Regions from separate parts of the Pan troglodytes genome. Here regions 1 and 3 are each linked to region 2. Evidence: chromatin contacts called from public Hi-C data. All regions are on one chromosome and are shown on one strand. The core of a region is the stretch at or near the end of the contact, and the rest is flanking DNA. Distances in the headings are between cores, read along the strand shown. Region 1 has its middle 130 kb from the start of MIR1252. Region 2 holds the start of PPP1R12A (protein phosphatase 1 regulatory subunit 12A). Region 3 overlaps OTOGL (otogelin like).

What was found. Hi-C and Micro-C count contacts between places; a contact is called where the count stands out from the background.
Region 1: a Hi-C map of stem cell-derived neural progenitor cells shows a contact between it and region 2, with 3 times the contacts expected there. The contact joins the enhancer-like site here to the promoter of PPP1R12A in region 2. A contact is called at or near these places in 1 of 7 Hi-C or Micro-C datasets (stem cell-derived neural progenitor cells) and 1 of 1 datasets of contacts at active chromatin or transcription factors (stem cell-derived excitatory neurons).
Region 3: a Hi-C map of stem cell-derived neural progenitor cells shows a contact between it and region 2, with 3 times the contacts expected there. The contact joins the enhancer-like site here to the promoter of PPP1R12A in region 2. A contact is called at or near these places in 1 of 7 Hi-C or Micro-C datasets (stem cell-derived neural progenitor cells) and 1 of 1 datasets of contacts at active chromatin or transcription factors (stem cell-derived excitatory neurons).

The regions. Positions count from the first base shown.
Region 1 is chr10:86,341,481-86,345,244 of NHGRI_mPanTro3-v2.0_pri, forward strand. No RefSeq gene overlaps it. Among named protein-coding and RNA genes, the nearest start is that of MIR1252, 130 kb to the left of the region's middle. Within about 2 kb of position 2,376, at least 4 of the 24 cell types and tissues checked have an H3K27ac peak or open chromatin away from gene starts, as enhancers often do. A contact at or near this core is called in stem cell-derived neural progenitor cells, where this site is marked.
Region 2 is chr10:86,729,329-86,732,928 of NHGRI_mPanTro3-v2.0_pri, forward strand. It overlaps PPP1R12A (protein phosphatase 1 regulatory subunit 12A), which reads right to left and starts at 1,626. Exons shown (of 25, transcript XM_001163581.6): 1 at 1,069-1,626. The coding sequence starts at 1,305.
Region 3 is chr10:87,053,950-87,057,564 of NHGRI_mPanTro3-v2.0_pri, forward strand. It overlaps OTOGL (otogelin like), which reads left to right. Exons shown (of 58, transcript XR_010148372.1): 19 at 1,182-1,306. Among named protein-coding and RNA genes, the nearest start is that of OTOGL, 75 kb to the left of the region's middle. Within about 2 kb of position 1,787, at least 1 of the 24 cell types and tissues checked has an H3K27ac peak or open chromatin away from gene starts, as enhancers often do. A contact at or near this core is called in stem cell-derived neural progenitor cells, where this site is marked.

The DNA.
Region 1 (3,764 bases), core at 1,126-3,625, 390 kb before region 2:
CCCCACTCCACCCTCCAGTATTTAAGATTACTAGACTATTCTGGGGGTAGATAGAGGAGAAAGAAGACTTTTGGATAGAAAATGATTTTTACACTTTTTAAAAGAACACTTCTGAGTCTTAAGATTCCAATGAGAGCATTTTTAATAAACTGGATGTGACACAAGTTATAGAACTAGGCTGAGACACCATTAAGGGAGCTTACTGCCCAGCAGGCAGAGTTTTTAAAAAAAACACAGTTAGTAGCAATTATGGGAAAAATAAGATCCTTTTGTGTTTATACCTTAACATAAGGAAAGATTCTCACTAAATTGGTTAAGCATGGTAATGTTTGCACTCTTTAAATGTAAGTTGAAGTGTTGCCTCTCCTAAGTAACACATTTATGTTTCCAAGGTGGTTTTCATGGAGACAAAAGGTGGAGAAGGACAGTCCTGTGAAGTGGCTGCAACAGTTGAAGGTAACAGTAAGTCTTCATCAAGAGCCAGACATGCCTTAGAATAACAGGTAAATAAATAATTTAAAGCAGAGGCCTCACATTACCAGACTAAGTCCCAACCAACCAAATCATCTTCCTCATTTGAAATTCCTCTAAGTGTCACAAAGGTTGTTGTGTTTGTGATGTGGGTTTTGACTGTCCTCATGTTACCAGAAAGAGGTCCTGATCCAGACCCCAAAAGAGGGTTATTGGATCTTGCACAAAAAAGAATTTGAGGCAAATCCATAAAGTGAAAGCAAGTTTGCTAGGAAAGTAATGGCTTTTTACTAGGAAAGTAATACAGGAATGGCTACTCCATAGTCAGAGCTGCCCCACAGGTTGCTGGTTGCCCACTTTTCCAGTTATTTCTTGATGATACGCTAAACAAGAAGTGGATTATTCATGCCTCCCCTTTTTAGACCATATAGGGTAAACTGTGATGGCGCTGATGGGAGTGTAGCAGTGAGGACAACCTGAGGTCACTCTCATCGTCATCTTGGTTTTGGTTTGGTGGGTTTTAGTCGGCTTCTTTACTGCAACCTGTTTTTACCAGCAAGGCCTTTATGACCTGTATCTTGTGCCCACCTCTTATCTGATCCTGTGACTTAGAATTCCTAACTGTCTGGGAATGCAGCCCAGTAGGCCTCAGCCTTATTTTACCTAGCCCCCCTATTTAAGACGAAGTTGCTCTGAGTTGAATAAAAAGCATTCAAAAATAACCAAATAAAAAACTTTATGTGGATAGAGAATCAGAAAGACTGTGGTGACAGTTCTGAGTCAAACCTTCACAATTTTCCCCTCCTTCCTGTAATGAAATTAGACTCAGGAGAAGTTCCAGGATTTAACAAACCCAGGAATAATAGTCTACATTTCAACACTGAAAAGTTTTCTTACTCTGTTTACCAACTATGGGGACTATGACTAAAATATTATGAGAAATAACTCATGTCTCAAGACTCAGAGCCAAATTAATTTCACATATCTATAATTTGCTACACAAACAACCACTTTCCCAGAGGCCTCTGTTCCTATAGGTCAACAAACACGAGATGACTCCACGATGAGACTCCCAGGCTTCAGACAAGTCCATAGCCTTAGGTAATTATGATCTGAGGTGGTTTTGAAGCTCCTCTTACACACACAGACCCCCCAAACCCATCCCTCCCACCCCTGCACCCCGCCCCATCTCTGGGCCAAAACTTTCTTTCCAGTGGGACTGAAAAGTACTGCCTGAAATTGTCAGCATTCCTGTCATTCTCTAAAGGCTGAGGCAGCTCTTTAAACATTCTTTCAGGCACCTGAGGAATTGGGCCACCAGCTCTTCTGTGGGGAGCCAACAGGAAATTAAGTATAAAGGGCAGCAAAAGTATTTGGGGAGATGACAATGAGGCATAAAGGAAACAAAGAAGGGTGGGGGTGCAAGAAAAGAAGCCTGGTCTACCTACACACTTTGCCCTGCAGATGGTTCTACCTCTCAGCACGTGTGATGACTTACCTAGGAATGGAATGTGGACCAGGGAGGGGAAGCTGGTACAAAGCTGTGGAGGCTGGAAAGGAACCCAGGGCCCTATTACAAATCGTGAATAGTGACTTTTAGCTAGAATCACTTGCCAGAAGCTTGGGAAAAAAATGTTTTCACTGAGGGCCTAATTGGATGTCAGAAGCCTTCTACAGAAAGCCTGGCTCCTAGAGCTTCCTAGCTGCTGAGATGGGCTATCCTGGCAAGAATCCTCTCCCTCCTCCTTTCTTTCCCTCTTGCTCCCTTCCTCTTTCCCCTCCTTTTCTCTTTTCCGTACACAATCTGACAGTTTATTTGGGACAATTCTTTGGAGAACTGGGATACACCTGCAGTATATTCATTTTTAAGCCATGGACAAACCACTAGAGGGCAATGCCATCACTAATTGCTGAAACTTTCCTGCTTTCCTCTGGCTTCAGCATTCAGCAGGCCTATCCACACATCCTGTGACAGGATGTTTCTGAACTTTTCCTTCAATTCTCATTGTAAATAAACAACCTCAGGGTGAATACATCCAGATGCACATCATAGCGACATGCAGCATGAATTGCACAGGCCAAAGTTTCTGGTCTATCCGGAACAGTCTTGCCTAATATGCACCACAGTTCAGAAACCAGAGGTTAAACTTGCTTTTTTGTCCTGAATTTCTGCCTGAATTTTGGAGTTTCTCTCAAATGCTATCTCTAAGGGCAAAAGGAGCCCTTCAAAGAAATGAAAAGTTAAATAATCCAGCACAGCCCATTGGTACAGGATTTCTGTTTTGTTTCCATATTCAAGTTACAAATATTTGGTTTGCTTAAATGCAGGGTTGCCCAAATGGTCAAAAGCTATTAGTAGATTAGTCATGTATGCAAACATAGGGAGCAGGGGCACATGTTTCTCACTGCTTGAGAAACTATGTGTATAAACGGGGTCCCAGTAAATTTGGTCCTAGCCGGGGCGTACCAAAGAAAGCAAAGCTAGCAGGGGTAGTGGCTAATGTCTGTAATCCCAACACTTTGGGAAGTTAAGGCAGGAGGATCACTTGAGGCTGGGAGTTCAAGGTTTGCCTGGGCAACATAGCAAGACCCCATCTCTAAAAAAATAAAAATAGTCATGTACTATTATACAGGTGTGCACCTGTAGTCCCAGCTCCTCAGGAGGCTGGGGTGGGAGGATCCTTTGAGCCCAGGAGTTTGAGGCTGCAGTAGCTGTGATCACACCACTGCACTCTAGCCTGGGTGACAAAGCAAGACCCTGTCTGAAAAAAAAAAAGGGAAGAGAAAGAAAGAAGGAAAGAAAGAAAGAAAGAAAAAGAAAGAGAGATAGAGAAAAGAAAAGAAAAAAGAAAAGAAAAGAAGGCTGCTAGAAATCTTAAACTCGGCTGGGTGCAGTGGCTCATGCCTGTAATCCCAGCACTTTGGGAGGCCGAGACGGGTGGATCACCTGAGGTCAGGGGTTGGAGACCAGCCTGGCCAACATGGTGAAACTAGTCTCTACTAAAAATACAAAAATTAGCCACGCATGGTGGCGGGAGCCTGTAATCCCAGCTGAGGCAGGAGAGGAGGCTGAGGCAGGAGAATCGCTTGAACCCAGGAGGTGGAGGTTGCAGTGAGCTGAGATCGTGCCACTGCACTCCAGCCTGGGAGACAAAGTGAGACTCCTTCTCAAAAAAAAGAAAAAGAAAAAAAAAAAGAAATCTTAGAACTCCTTGAACTTTTTTGTGCAGAATCTCCCTTCCTATGAGTTCAACTAGTGTTCCTAGGCATACACTCTGCCTCCTGTATAGAGG
Region 2 (3,600 bases), core at 376-2,875:
TGTTTTGTCACCTATTACCATCACTTAAAAATTGCTTTTTATGCATAACTCTACGTGGTTGTGTTGCTTTTGGCCTGTTAAAGGCAAGGCAACATTATCTCTGGATTGCCAATAGTTTCTCCTTATTTGGCTAACATTGAGAGATCCCAATCAGACTACTATAAAACTTTAATATGCACAAAGCATCCATTTTGAGAAAAGTTTGTGACCAGCTTTCTTTTTTCCCACCCCCAAAAGAAAAACCAGAGCTTGGTAACCGGCTTTGAAAAGAGTGTCCCCTATTTATTCTTCTCTTTCTAACACCAGTGCACACCCCAGGACCTGGGGCTCAAGGATCTCTGACACTGCGGCAAACTTCGGGTATCAGACTCAACACGTTCCGGTCCGGAGGTGGGCAAGCCCTTTAGAGGGCTTCTTTACTCTACCCACTTCCATCCCCTTCCTTTCAGCCGGTGCAGATCAGCTAATTACACCCTGTTTTCCCCTCCCCAGTGACCAAGAGTAATAAATGAGAAAACAGGAAATCGTTCGTTCAGGGCACTCAGCTTAGGGCTCTAGATTACTATTATTATCATCATTTATAATCAAGTCCTAAAAAGTGCAACAAATCCAATGCCCACCTACAAGTCAAAGATGTTCATCTGCCTAACCGTCCCTAATGCCCCTTGTTAGTTTTCTTCCTTCAGCATCCACCCCTCCGAATATACCACTGACACCGGGGCCCAGGCACAACCCCACTACACCCCTCCTTGTCTCGACCCCAAATCCCAGACTTATCCACGAATGGCCCTGGGGCCCCAAGACGACCACAGTTCCTTTTCCCCTATGCCCCGGAAATCACCCGGTTCCCAACTCCACCAGCAACTGTTCTGAAGGGGGGCCTCAAGCCCAGCGCCCTCCCTTCCACCAGCTCTCCCTCCCGCCCTTTGGGGAAACCGCCCCCTCATCCCGCAGCAGGGAGTCTCCCGCCGCCCCCAGCCTCAAGAGGTGGAGAACTGAGGGCAGGCCCGAGCAGGAGGCCGACGAGAACCCTCACGGTCAGGAGAGCCGGCGGCGGGGCGCACAGACCTGGTGCAGGGCAGTGAGTCCGTCCACATTGGCGTAATTGATGTCGGCGCCGCGGTGCAGCAGCTTGAGGACCTCGTCCGTGTCGCCGCTGGAGCAAGCAGCCAGGAAGACGGCGCCATCGTCGAACTTCACCTTGGTCTTCTGGCGCTTCACCACCGGAGGCTCGAGGTCCGTCTCGGAGCCGATCCAGCGTTTCAGCTGCTCGTTCCGCTTCTGCTTCGCGTCCGCCATCTTCATCCCCTCTCCTGCCGCCGGGTCTTCTTATCGCGAGGGGGGGAAGGGGGAGGCGGAGAGGGAAGAGAGGGGAGGCAGGGGGTGTGTGAATGTTTCTATGAGTGCGGGCCAGAGGAGGGCTGGGAACCCGGAGCCGACGCTCGAGACTTCCAGTATCCCACAGAGCACTGGGGCGGCGCACCCGGCCGAGCGGACCTCCCTTCCTACCACAGAAGCCCTCCCGCCCCCAGCACGGCCACCCGTCACCGGCGGCCAATCTAACGTAACTTCGCGAGATCCGGACTGGGAGGCGCCCTTCGACCAGTGCGCATGCGCCCTGGGACTGCGCCCGCCCCAGGAAGAGCGCTCCCGCGAACTGCGGCGGGGGTGGCTGGGCCACCGGAGGGAAGAGGGTGTGGCCCAGGCAGCGGGGGCTGGGACGGACCTGGAAAGGAGGAAGCGGGGAAGGAAGGTTGTCCTGTCGGGCTGGGGGCTCCCGGGAATCCGGAGGCCAGCAGTGGAACCGCAAGGCTCTACAGGGCAGATCTGCCTCCCGGGCTGTCTCAGCTACGCCGAGTCGTTGGCTCAGGGCGGAGGATTTTCCCATTGGCTGCGTTATTTGAATGGAATGGGGGATAGGTCGTGAAGTAGGTGCTGCTGGTTGCTCTTTCTAAGGAACTCAGATGAACTTGGACATGTCAGAATTAATAACCTTTTAAAAGTGGGGTCTGTGTAGCCGAGGGTTTTAATGGTAAGTTCTTGAGGTGACCACCTATTGACAAGGGTTGACCTGCTGTAATTGCGGTGGCTTCCTGCCAACCCCCACTTTAGAAATGTTTTTCTTCCTCTCTTTACTTGTTTTGTTTTGCTTTCTCTCACGCTTGGGTTCTCGTCTTTCTTCCTTCAGTGCTTTAAGCCTGTCTCGTACTACCCATGAGCTTAGCTCAGCCTGATTACTGGTCCTTACCTTTTAAGGGATTTCTGGTTACAGTTCCATCTCTTTCCAAGGAGGGGTAAAGACCTAGCTGCGTCTAGCATTTAAACGGAACGTTAATGAAGGCAATTAATTCAACCACTATTTATTGAATACGTACTATGAGCCAGTAACTGTACTAGGCACTGAAGATACAATGAAAAATATGACATTTATTTGAACCACCTCTTGAGTTCACTCGCCCAAACAAGACTAATTTATCATCGTCATAAAAAAAAGACTTTAACTTTGCCTTGTATGACCACACGCGCACACACATAGGATTTGTAATACTGATGTCTTATGAGCCATCTATCAACAATCTCCACCAATTGATTTTACTGAACACTGCATTGTTACCATCCACTACTATTTTTAGAGCATTTAGAAAAGCCAAGATAAAAACCACAAAACCTTACCATGGAAGTTTAGGGGTCATCTAGACAGAGTCCCTCTAGAACTAATTAATTTACTTAATTTTACCCAGAAGTAGGATTAGAATTCACTCAGCAAATACTATGCACCTGTTCTGGGTCAGGCATTGTTCTAGGTGCTGGAGATAGAGCAGTGAACAAATAAGCTTTTCTTACTCTCAGCATGATGCCTTTTCCAGTGGACTACTTCACAGCCTATCATATTGAGAAATAAAATAATTGAGTAAAACATGATTAGGAAACTGTCTGCCTGTGAGACAATTTTCTGAACCACAATTATTAGGATAGCGATAGAATCCAGGTCAGGGTAAAAATATTTCCTCTGAAAACATTGTAGGAATAGAAAATGAATGTAATATTCATAAGATGTACCATTGTATCATTGTATGTTCATTACATACATTAAAGATAACATTAGACCTTTGAATACTCATGGTGTTAGGTATTGAAAAACATTGTTAGCACTAAAATACAAAATCCCTATCCACAGAATACAGCTCTCAGAATAAAAGAAAGGAACTTGAGGATTGCCTTGTCAGCTCCTGTCTCTACCTAGGCAAACTGACAGCATATACTGTTTTCCAAGAACGTTATGGCCTATGTGGTAGCTCTTAAAAGTGCCCATGCAGTATAGATGGGAATCTGAAGATTTCATTCAGGCAAAAGGAATTTAGTGGGAAGTATGCTATTCCTGATTCAAGCACTTATTTCAGGATGCAAAATTAATAATAGTTTATTAATAAAACATAATTAAGTTCATTCAGTTTCCAGAAGCTGTCAGGGAAAAAACAGCCAACCAAGGAGGGCTGTTATCATGTGCAAATTTCACTGAATTTAGTTTTTCTTCTTTTCGTGGCTCTAAGGGTCAAGACGCTCTATGTTAATATTGAAAGTACTCTGAAACTGCCACCT
Region 3 (3,615 bases), core at 537-3,036, 320 kb after region 2:
TAAGTCAGTTCCACCTGGAAACCTTGACCTGTCACCCTGACCTATTTTATTGTCCTTCAGAGGAGTGAAGAGAGCAGGAAGGGGGAAAGAATGAGAAGAAATGAACTAGCACAAACCATGCAATTACTTTGAGTCTCAGTGTTCTTAAATAAGCAAAATGAGATTTTGTACTAGGGTGTTTGTTGCAGTTCTTTACAGTTATGGGCTAGTTTGATTTTGAGGAATAGGAAAAGGAGAGAAGGACGAAAGGGTGGGGACAAGGAAATGGCTTGCATTGCTCCCTTTTTTTGTCCTCTCTCGGTCACTCTGCTGAGCAGCTCCAGTGAAAATAGTTAATCTATAAGGACACTAGAGAAAGCTGAGATAATGCCTACTCTTCTACTTAGCCATATTGGAGGAGTTAACACAGTCAGGATTGTGGTGTGGTCAAAAACTTCCTGCAGGAGATCTAGTTCAACCTGATTCCTAAGAAGTTTTGATAGTGTCTGGCACATTGTCCAATAGGGGTTGTCACTTAATAAATGTTGGTTGATGAATGAATACATCTGAATGGCTGCTGGGGGTGGAATTGTGTGTTTGTTTCCTAAACACTGTTGTAGTTTTAAGATAGATGTTTTTCATTTGGTTTGCCCACTTCATAATGGAATCTTGATATTTCGGATCTCATAATGGAAATTGAAATATTGAACTGGATGTATAGACTATTTATATTTTGAGATATTTGTCTTTACTTTGAAAAAAATCATGTGAAATGCCCATACTAACTTCCCCACATGCACCCTCAACCACACACATGCTAAAGTTTTGGTTGTGTGAGTGTATGTGGTTAAGTCAGGGAGAACTGTGAATTGTGACTTTGATACTTAGCAGCTTAGTGTAATTTAATATTTCTCGGAGATTCTGCTTTGCTTTCTCTGTAAAATGGGGATAAAAGATGTTTTTCTTATAAGTTTGAGATGAAGATTAAATAAAATCATGTATGTCTACAATTTGGCACATTGCAAAATGTCAATAATATGGAGCTTAATATCGTTGTACTTTTTTTTAAACTGGTAGAAAATTTCAAGCTGTAAGATTTCCTTGTACATTATGAAAAATAGTATTCTCTTATTTAAATATCTGAAAGTTATGAACAAATGAATGAGAGATACATGAAGATGAGCATTGTCTTTGCTTTCTAGTTCTCCATCAGGCATGATAGAAGGTACACCACAACTTCACGCAAATGCGTGGAGAGTTTCTTCTACCTGTTTTGCACCTGTTCATGTCCCAATGGTGGACCCCTGTAACATCAATCAACAAAACAGTAAGTTTTGCATGTAAACTTCCTTTCTGCTGTAAACTTAGGGAAAAGTTCTATGTATTACTATAATTTTATAAAATTAGATAGTGAGTTTAAATTCTAATTTTCTCCATTATGGTAAAATCAATGCCATTCCTTGTGTATTTTTTTTGCTTAATATTATGCCTTTACATATGTCTTTTCATGTAATCTAGGTTGTTTTTTAAAAACCTGACAGTGGCTTTTATTTCCTATTTTTATTTCATAAATTTTCTTATTTTAGATGTTTAGAAATCCCTTGTTTGCAGATGTGGACTAGCATTTGGGAGTTTTCAGAGTCTTTAAATACTAAAGAAAAGCCTCTAGGAATCCTCTGAGAATGCTGTGATTGTCCAGGGATGTTTGATGTCAGTTATTACCATCTCATTACTCATTGCTCATGAGCCCTACTCATAGCATATATTATGGCTTTATAAGCAGGAAGCCAGTGATCCAAAGAGGCTTTGTGCCATTGAGTGGGCAACAATTTGAGATGGTCATGCTCCAGAGTTCCAATTTGCAATGACAGGACAACTCACATGCTAAGAATTTTTGGCTGCATTTTTTAAAACTAAAGCCCCAGCAAACCATGTTAAAGTCTAGTTCACTTTGCAATAAAAAAGATATACATGTATATATTCAGATAGAAGATACACATGTATATATTCAGATAGAAGATATATACAAGACATACACATGTATATATATAATTGTGAAAAAATTAATGTACATGCTTAAATATTCTTATAAGTTTATTTTTTCCTTTAATCATCTTGGCTAGTTCACTATTTGGATGTAGTTTTTAAAAATACATTACTCATATTGGTTGAGCATTCATAAGAAGCCAGCACAGTTTACGGATCATGTGGTGGTTGTTGGGAGGATTCTGTTGATTGCCATATTGTTTTTATTATTAATATAGGATTCTGGTATGCTGGAAAGAGCACAAGATACTTTTGCTCTTTGTGCTTTCTGTCTTTTTTAAATCTAAGCCAGCTTTTAAACTTGAAAACGTTTCTTAACCTCTTTGATCATTTTTCTTATCTATAATAACACGGCTAGACTAGAGTTTTTTAGTTTCATGAATGACTACTTTTAATCTCACTCCCATTTAACAATACCTTCCTCCATTCTGTCCCCAACTTTCAACTAATCTACTCCTCCTCCTTCAACTACTCTTGTTTGGTTTGTTTCTTTCTTGGTTTCCTCCTGGATATTGTAGCAACTTTACTTTTTATTTTTTAATAACATGTTAAAGTTGAAGTAGAGTTCAATTGATAAATTCAGTTTCCCTGTGGTCATTTCTTTAGTTACCTCCTTTATTATATGCTATTTTGCTCTATTTTCTATCACTTTTCTTCCCATATCCCATGTCTTTTAAATATACACATATACGAAATTGAAATATTAAACTGGATATATAGACTATTTATATTTTGAGATATTTGCCTTGTCTTTGAAAATAAGCCTGTGAACTACCCACATTAACTTCCCCACATGCACCCTAAACCACACACATGCTATGTACGTGCATACATATATTTGATATTAACTTTTTTTTAGCTTTGCCATGAACTGTGATTTTTTTTTAAAAAAATTCAAATAGGTAAATTCAGGAAGATCCCCAAAGAAAGGAAAATAAGTAGACAAAAGTCAATAACTCTGATCTAGATTCTAAAGGATTTTTTTTCATGAGGATCTTCTTTAGTTATCCTTAACTTAATGTCAGTGGGAATATACTTTGATCTACAAATTGTTAGCCTCTTTGGTGTATTACTTTGCTCTTTCAGGATCCTTGGCATTAAGAATATATATGTAAACAGTATACTGCTATAGTTTAAGTCATTTGTTTTTATATACATATACATTCTGAATGCAAAAATATCATACTTGAGCAATTATCATGTTTTCTTACCAATAATAAATATATGTAATATACTCAACAAAATAAGTTCAGTATAATTCCTTAGTAGTGAAAAAACTGATCTCCAACAGCTTATCTGGTCTGTAAAAGACAATGACAATGAAAATATTGATTAATTTTATCTGTTAGGAAACCAAGGAAAACTAGGTCCACGATATCAAGAAACCACAAACCTACCCTCTTTCAGAAAGATGGAATCTGAAATGTTTTGTCAAACTTGGTTGCTTCTATAAAGAATTATATCTGATCAGTCATTCTCAAGGGAAAAATCAACAGATTTCAGGAAATGATTACACAGATGTCCTCCCCTCCCCAGGTGATTTTATAGTTACATCTCATGGCCTTCAGCATATACCCTAATCCCCAATTT